Linked DNA regions of Mus musculus: region 1 is linked to region 2. The links are chromatin contacts, called in public Hi-C maps. All regions are on one chromosome and are shown on one strand. Each heading gives the region's core, a stretch centred on a gene start, on an enhancer-like site or on the middle of the called end of the contact. The rest is flanking DNA. Distances are from core to core; before and after follow the strand shown.

Region 1 (3,716 bases), core at 749-3,248, 71 kb after region 2:
AACTTTAAAGTCATCTTTCTTTAGTGGCCTTGTGCCCTTTGTATAGCTTAAATACATTTGGATGGGATTTTTTAAAAAAAGATTTGTTTGTTTTTATTTTGTGTTTATTGGTATTTTGCTTGCATGTATGTGCACTATGTATGTGTGTTGCCTATAAAAGTCAGAAGAGGGTGCCATATCCTCTAGAACTGGAGTTACAGGTGGTTGTTAGCTGCCAAATGAATGCTGGAAACAGAACCTCTGAGCCATCTCTTTAGCCCCTCGACAGGATTTTTAAAAATTAACAAGGAAACTAAAGCAATCATTTTTTTTTATTGAGATGAAGAGTATATAAGAGTATATAAAATTGTCTAAGAGTATATAAAATTGATACATATACATCTTTTTGCCAGCAAGACAGTGGTAGCACATGCCTTTAACCTTAGTACTCAGGAGGCAAAGACAGGCAGGTCTCTTGAGTTCCAAGGCCGCCCCAGCTACAAAGAGAAACCCTGTCTTAAAAAAAAAAAAAAAAAAAAAAAAAAAAACCAATAAAAAGAGAAACCTTTTTGCCTTCAGTACTAATACTACTATAGCTAGATTTGAATAACTAAATTCATTCTGTCACTTTACTGCTTAGCTGTAAGTCATGGAGTATAACCCGCCATCCCAGCTCCCAGCTCCTGGCAGGTTCCTAAGTACTGAACTTACCCTCTTGGCTAAATTCAGTACAATCATATGTGTGGCCTATAGAATTTTCTCTAAGTAGAAGGATTGGTGTTTTTGATTTTGGATTTGTTATTTGTTTTTCTTTTAAAAAGAAAATAAAGAATAAAAAGGGAATTCTTCTGATGGGCCTACATCTAACCTCAGAGATGAGTTTATGCACTCCTGTATTGAGTCAAACAGTCTGTTTACTTCCCATAAGTACTGCAGAGCATTACAAAATGGACAGATGAGCTAATGTGACTTCTACTAAGAGCCCAGCCCAGAGCGTGCTGGTCCTTCTGCTGTGGATCTTTCTGTGGCTCTTCTCTCAGCTGTCAGGAGAGAACAGAATCAGGTCTGAGAAGGAACATGGTCTTGTACTGGTTGGGACCCCTGTGGTTTTGAGCAGAACTGTTCCAGACCTGGTCTCATCTTCAGATAAGAGAAACTGAGAATGGCCCTGTAATAATCTTTACATATCCTTCTTCACATTGCCTGGTATATGGTACCGTTAATGAGAAAGACCATTGTAATTTTCGAAATTCCTAAAATGTAACTGTAAACACATTACACACTGTATGCTAGGTTTTCAGGATGTTCCTATATTCTTAATATCTTCATTTAAGAATAGGAATCAGAAATAGTCTTTTGACTTTTCATGCATGGTAAAGTTGGCACTAACATGAGCCACTCGATCATTTTAAGTGCTGTATTTATAGGATGTTTTATCACAGAGATACAGTAGATTTCAGGTGTAGAAACTGTAGTATTACAGAACTGCATTCTCTATAATCCCCAACATAAAACTGTCATGGAAGGATAGAAATATGCATATCATTAGGAGTTGAACATTGTACCCTGGGCCAGTAAGTACTCCTGGTTAGCAGTGCTGAGCTATAAAGTTTGCAGGTGTGTGAGTGAGTGAGTGAGTGTGAGTGTGAGTGTGAGTATATATGTATTGTGTATGTCTGTGTGTACACATACATGCACATGGGTGTTGTGTGCCTGTGGGTCTAGATATGTGTATGTGTAGTGTGGACATTGTAGTTATGAGTATGTAAATATGTATAGTCATGGGTGGACAATTCCAGAGGAAGGGTTCTGCTAGTTTTAATGTCACACAGGTAACCATTATGGTGGCTTTGGTGGGATCAGTGCCATGCCTTAGCAGAGATAACACCGTTCTTCTGTTCTCAGTTTCTGCCTGTGTATTGCCCTTCTGAAGAGGAGAAGAGGAATCCTGCCCTGTATGCCAGCAATGTGAGGCGTGTCATGGCCAAGTGAGTGAGCGGCTGCCAGCGGTGCTGGGGAAGTGGGTTTGTACAAGAGTGAACACGCAGGCTCTGCATGTGCTAGCAGTATCGTGTGCTTGCCCTTGAGTTTGTGTCTCCTGCTTTTATCTGATGATGTTTTGACTTGTTTAACATTTAGAAGATGGTTAATCTTTGCTTCATTTCGCAAGTTTCAAACCCGCCGTAGTAATCTGTGACCCTGGTGTGTTTTGGGGTCATGCACTGACCTGGGAAGATGTCAGTCTCAGGTCACAGCCTCCTTGAGGCTTCACTGTGCTTCTGTCTGGGGATTGTTTGCTGGCACTCTCACGCCCCCTGCTGGGCAGAATTGTAGTATCTGTATGTTTAAGCCCCTAGGGTGTCCTGTGCTGCCATCTGCCTCTGGTGTACAGTTGAGAACATAAGTATTGTTTTCTCTTTCTGGTTCCTGGAGTCTGGACAGTGATGCAAGTACCCTTTTTCTCTGACTTTCTGAGCCCTATCTCTCATTCATATACTTAAAACAAGGTCCCTAATATTCCTCATACACACCAGGCAAAAATCGCAGCCCCAGGGGGCCAGCCTTGTTTCGTCTCCTGAAGAGGCTGTATACAGTGGAGCTTAACTGTAGCCTCTACCAATAGCACCTGCTGGAACCTTTGAGGTTCCTCCACCTGGCAGTGGGGATGGGGGCAGGGAGGGCTGTCCCACTCTCAGTTCCTGACAACAGACCTGGAGAGAGCATTCTAGGAGCGCATCTGACAAGACCCCAGCTCAGATCTGTAATCACTGTTTAGAGCTGGTTCTTGCCTACTTCCTCCTTGTCCCACTTGAATGGTATATGCCCAGAGAAGGAGTGGGTTACTCCAGTCTCCACCCTGAAGTTCATTTAGCCTTCACCACAGACAACTCTGAGCACTTGTTAACTAAGGGACCACTCAGGCCAGGCCAAGGTCCCTGCATCCCTGTCTTCCATTCTGACTTGATCTGCTTTGAGGGTGGAAGAAAGAAATTGGATCTTTTAGAACTCAGCAAGTGATTGCCATTGTATTTATTACCAGATTATAGCACCTGCCTAAGTCAGATTTGGAGGGATTTTAAGGAGTTAGTGCAGAGAACAGAACACAGTGTTCTCTTACAGTACCATCCAATCCACCTTGAACTTGACTGCTGTGTGTCCTGTCCCATGCCCATCCCCGCCCCATGCTTCAGCCCCTTCTGTGGGCTGTCTGCAGCCCACATTCCTAACCGCATGTTATCATGTGCTTTCTGGTTGCTTGCTTATACAGCATTGCTGGGCAGCATCAGACTTACCAGAAGTGCATTTTCTGTTTTTGGTTTTCTTTCTTTCTCTTTTTAAAAGAGAAAGAAAATAAAAGTTGGGTGGGTATGGAGGTTGGGGGATCTGGGAGCGGTTGGGAAGGGGAAAACATGATCAGAATATATTGTATGAAATTATTTTCAATAAAATAATATTTTTGATATTATAATACACTTTTATTACTTCCCCCTCCCTTTCTTCCCTTCAGACTCTCCCATGTGCCCATTCACCCTTTCTCTTGCAAGCTCATAGCCTTTTTGGGGTGGAGGATGTTGTTTTATTCAAGGCAGGGTTTCTTTGTGTCACCTTGGCTATCCTGGAATTCACACTGTAGATCATGCTGGCCTTCAGTTCAGTAATCTGCTGCCCCTGCCTCCTGGCAGCCTCTTTTTCTCTAATCGTGTGTGTGTGTGTGTGTGTGTGTGTGTGTGTGTGTG
Region 2 (3,505 bases), core at 840-3,339:
GCCACAGGTGAACTCCGTGTCACCTCTGTTCCCCTATAGGACGCTTGGCCTGAAGATCTGTGTCACCTCTGTTCCCCTATAGGACGCTTGGCCTGAAGACCCTAAGGCCTTCATACATAAAATTCCCTACTTTACTTCAGTCTTCCTAATTCTAACAGTTCCTCAGCCCACAGCCCATTGCACCTACAGCATTTCTCCCAGGGCGACCCATCTGGAAGGCCATGGGATCACTTTCAAACTCTGGTGGAGCAAGCACCCCTTATTGGATCATTTCAGACCACAGAGCTACACACACAACAGTTTCAGCAGCTTCCAGCCTCCTCCCAAAGGCAGCCCTGCCCTTACATGCCTACCCTGCAGAGGGGGCAATTGGAATGAAAAACTAGAATACCACACAGAAGAGGATACCAAGCCATGCCCCTGTGTTCAAAGGACAATGGGAGGTCGAAAAAAGACACCCCCACTCTCCTGCACAGTTTTTCCGAGTCGCTATGCTCTGGAGAGAGTTCACACCACTCACTGGAAGCTTCTGGCAGCATCCGCTTTGGAAAAAGATCTGGGAACGTCTTGTAAAACTACCTGTATAGCCTGTGACTCAGCAAGTCTACTCACAGGTATTTTCCCAAAAGGAAGGAAAACAGGATCTTGCATAGACTTGGAGAGCAGTGTTAGCCACACAGTGAAGCTCAAAGCTGGAAATGACCCACCAGAGAGGCAGAGTGGTTAGAGAGTCACGTGTGTGTGTGTGAGTGTGTGTGTGTGTGTGCACTACAAAAGTGCACAGCTGTTTGTAGTAGAGCTGCTGACATTCCCAGTGATGTGTTAATTAATATCAAATAATATTAATCTATATATTTTGAGCGGATAAACCAAACAGCAGGCCAAGCCAAGGTGGTTCCACGTGGGAGAGGTTTATTGTGCAGATAAAGGGGCGGCAAAGAGGGTAGAAGGGCAGAGAAGAGGAAAGAGAGAGAGAGGGGGGAGAGAAGAAAGAGAAGAGAGAGAGCGAGGAGGGAGTGATCCCCTAATTTATACGGAAAATGACTTTCACACCAGTGAGGGTAGGAACTGAGCCAAGTGGATTGTGGGATTGAGGGTCATTGTCCTGTCAACGCAGGTCAAGGGTCACATAGGCCAGGGCTTGGAGTGTCCTCGTGCTAACACCCAGTCAGGCCTCAGTAGTGTTCATTGTAATGTGGCCAATTGCCCCTAGGCTTTGACTTAAAAGACTAGCACATACCTGTGGCCAGCATAGCATCTGTGGTCAGGGAATTGGGGATGGGCTTAATGGGTGAGTTCTAGCTTGGTGTTCTCAGGAGGCTGTAAAGGGGTTTGGGTGGGTGGTCATCTGAAGGCCCTATCAAGGCTGAAAGTTACTCCAAAGTGGCTGACGCTGTGGGCAGAAGGTCTTGGTTCCTCTTCTCAGGACTGCTGGATTGTCTTCAGGATGGTGACAGTGACTCACTTAAGAACAAAGAGAGTGCCACATCCCCTTTTCAAGGACTAATATCTATGTGGGGAGGGGGGGTGTCACAGGATCAGCCTGGCCCACCTGCTCACGACAAAGCTGTGTGTGACTGGAGCTCTGTTCCTTCCTGGCTGCTTAGGACGATTTCAGCCCTTTCCATCCTCCCGCCAGCACTGGGGTGTCTGCCTGTGTCAGCCAACACCAACCTATTGGGTGTTCTTCCCAGAAGCCTTCTGCTTGGGGCCACACCCGACCTGAGGCTACAACCTATCTGTCAATGGAAATCCACTTCACAGCTGAGGCTGCAGAGCACATCTGGTGGGGGAAGGGAAAGAGAAGTGCTTTGACTCTGGTTTTGTTTTGTTTTTTGAACTCTAATTGGCTTTGTGTTCTGTATAAAATGAGGGTAAAAATGGGGAACAATCCAACAAGTGTTGCTGCTGCAGACAGCATGCTAACTGCTGGCCACTGCTTGTCCTAGCCTCACCTTGACCTCCCCTGCTCACGTGGACGGTAGAGAGGACGCCTGTGAGGAACACGCCGACCATTGTGATAGTGTGTAACAGTCAGCGTACTTCTGACAAGTTCTCATCAACCTTCCCCGGACATACAGGAAGCTCCTCCAAGCAAAGGCAAAGCATGTTTCAGAACCTACTGACTGACTATGCCGTCCGACAGCTTTGCAGTCAGTGAGACGTCTCCAAAGCACAGAGATTTAAAAATATTGACTGGCTCTAAAGGACTTATTTAACTGTCACGGGTGAATTTAGGTGGACTTGTTTTTCTAACATTACTGTGTTTTAATAAAACGGTTTATACCGGCGTCATTTATACTGGAACCACACAATTCAGATTTTATGGACCCAGTGTGTGACCAGCACTGAAATCTGAAGAGGACTCTATGATTTGCTGTGGATGAATAAGTCTTACACTTACACTCTAACCCACAGCTAGGTTAGATGCAACTCAGCGTGACAGGTGTCTCAGCTCAGCCCAGTCAGAGCCCATCACCCGCTCTAGCTGTTGATGTAGAGATCCAGGACACCTGCAATTGCCTTTTGTCAAGCACACCTGGCCTGAGGTGATCGTAACTGTGGTTTTTATCACGGCAGAAGAGGAAGCACAGAGAGCTGACAGGGTTAATGCCTGTTTATAATGCTGTCCAGGAAGTGGTTTCAGTCTTGAAAGTACCCGCTTTAAGTAAAAGTACTTGAAGACAGGTGATCAATATGTGGAAACCAGTTCAGGAGAACCTACCTTGTAGGACTTGTTGGAAGTGGAAGCTCTTAGCCACCGTCTGCCCTTTTAATGAGACTGGCCTTTGTCTCTTCAGAGGGGATCTCCAACCCAGACTCTTTGGTAGTCTCCAAAATCTTCTGAGAAGGAATTGCAGTGACCTGCAGTGATCTCACAGATAGTGGGTGACCTGCATCCCTCGGTGCCTTGTCCAGAGTGTCCTCGATCTAGAACCACAGCCAATGCCAGCAACAGTCAGTGTCTCTGTGAAGAAGCAGAGGAGCTCGTGTGTACAGGAACTGCAAGATGTGAGAGAGAGCAGGGAGGGCAGTGAAGGAGTGTGCCAGCCACACAGAGCAATGGCCGCACTCGTCCAGCTTGTGTGTCAGCTACAGACTGACCAGGGCAGTACACACATGCTGCCTCATCGAGGATGGTATGTGCTGGGGAAAATTGTGCCTGCAGTCCACCTTCAGAGTCATCTGTCCCTGTCACTAAAAAAGAAAGCCAGAGACAAACACGGAGGCTCCCTGGAAGGAGCTCTTTGGCCTCTTGGTGGGCAGTGCCTTCTGGGTAGGATGCTTGGCATACATACACCAGTGTGGATGACTAGATGATGTGGAGGTTGTTGTCTGGCTTTTTGTTCCCACCCAACTCGAGGTAAGACATAAGCAGGTTAGCTGCTTCATCCAAGTTCTAATGTGTGAGCGGCCACAGTGGCTACAATTCACAGGTCCAACGTTATTGGAGTGATTGAGTAGGCCGAGGACATCAGTGCAAGTGAGTGCTAGCCACGGACTG

The links. A called contact is a pair of places that touch in the nucleus more often than the background predicts.
Region 1: a contact with region 2 is called in a Hi-C map of microglia, with 15 times the contacts expected there. The contact joins two enhancer-like sites. A contact is called at or near these places in 3 of 39 promoter capture datasets (the C10 cell line, embryonic stem cells and hippocampal neurons), 11 of 15 datasets of contacts at CTCF or cohesin (CD8 T cells, the G1E-ER4 cell line, the NIH/3T3 cell line and 6 more), 350 of 484 Hi-C or Micro-C datasets (2-cell embryo, 2-cell-like embryonic stem cells, the 3T3-L1 cell line and 172 more), 62 of 115 datasets of contacts at active chromatin or transcription factors (the 230-238 cell line, CD4 T cells, CD4 single positive thymocytes and 41 more) and 6 of 9 other capture datasets (adipose tissue, embryonic stem cells, embryonic tail and 3 more).

The regions. Positions count from the first base shown.
Region 1 is chr13:73,503,618-73,507,333 of GRCm38.p6, forward strand. Lpcat1 (lysophosphatidylcholine acyltransferase 1) reads left to right here. Exons shown (of 14, transcript NM_145376.6): 9 at 1,885-1,967. Among named protein-coding and RNA genes, the nearest start is that of Slc6a3, 31 kb to the right of the region's middle. Within about 2 kb of position 1,999, at least 19 of the 459 cell types and tissues checked have an H3K27ac peak or open chromatin away from gene starts, as enhancers often do. A contact at or near this core is called in Th1 cells, microglia and regulatory T cells, where this site is marked.
Region 2 is chr13:73,432,327-73,435,831 of GRCm38.p6, forward strand. No RefSeq gene overlaps it. Among named protein-coding and RNA genes, the nearest start is that of Lpcat1, 33 kb to the right of the region's middle. Within about 2 kb of position 2,090, at least 71 of the 459 cell types and tissues checked have an H3K27ac peak or open chromatin away from gene starts, as enhancers often do. A contact at or near this core is called in Th1 cells, microglia and regulatory T cells, where this site is marked.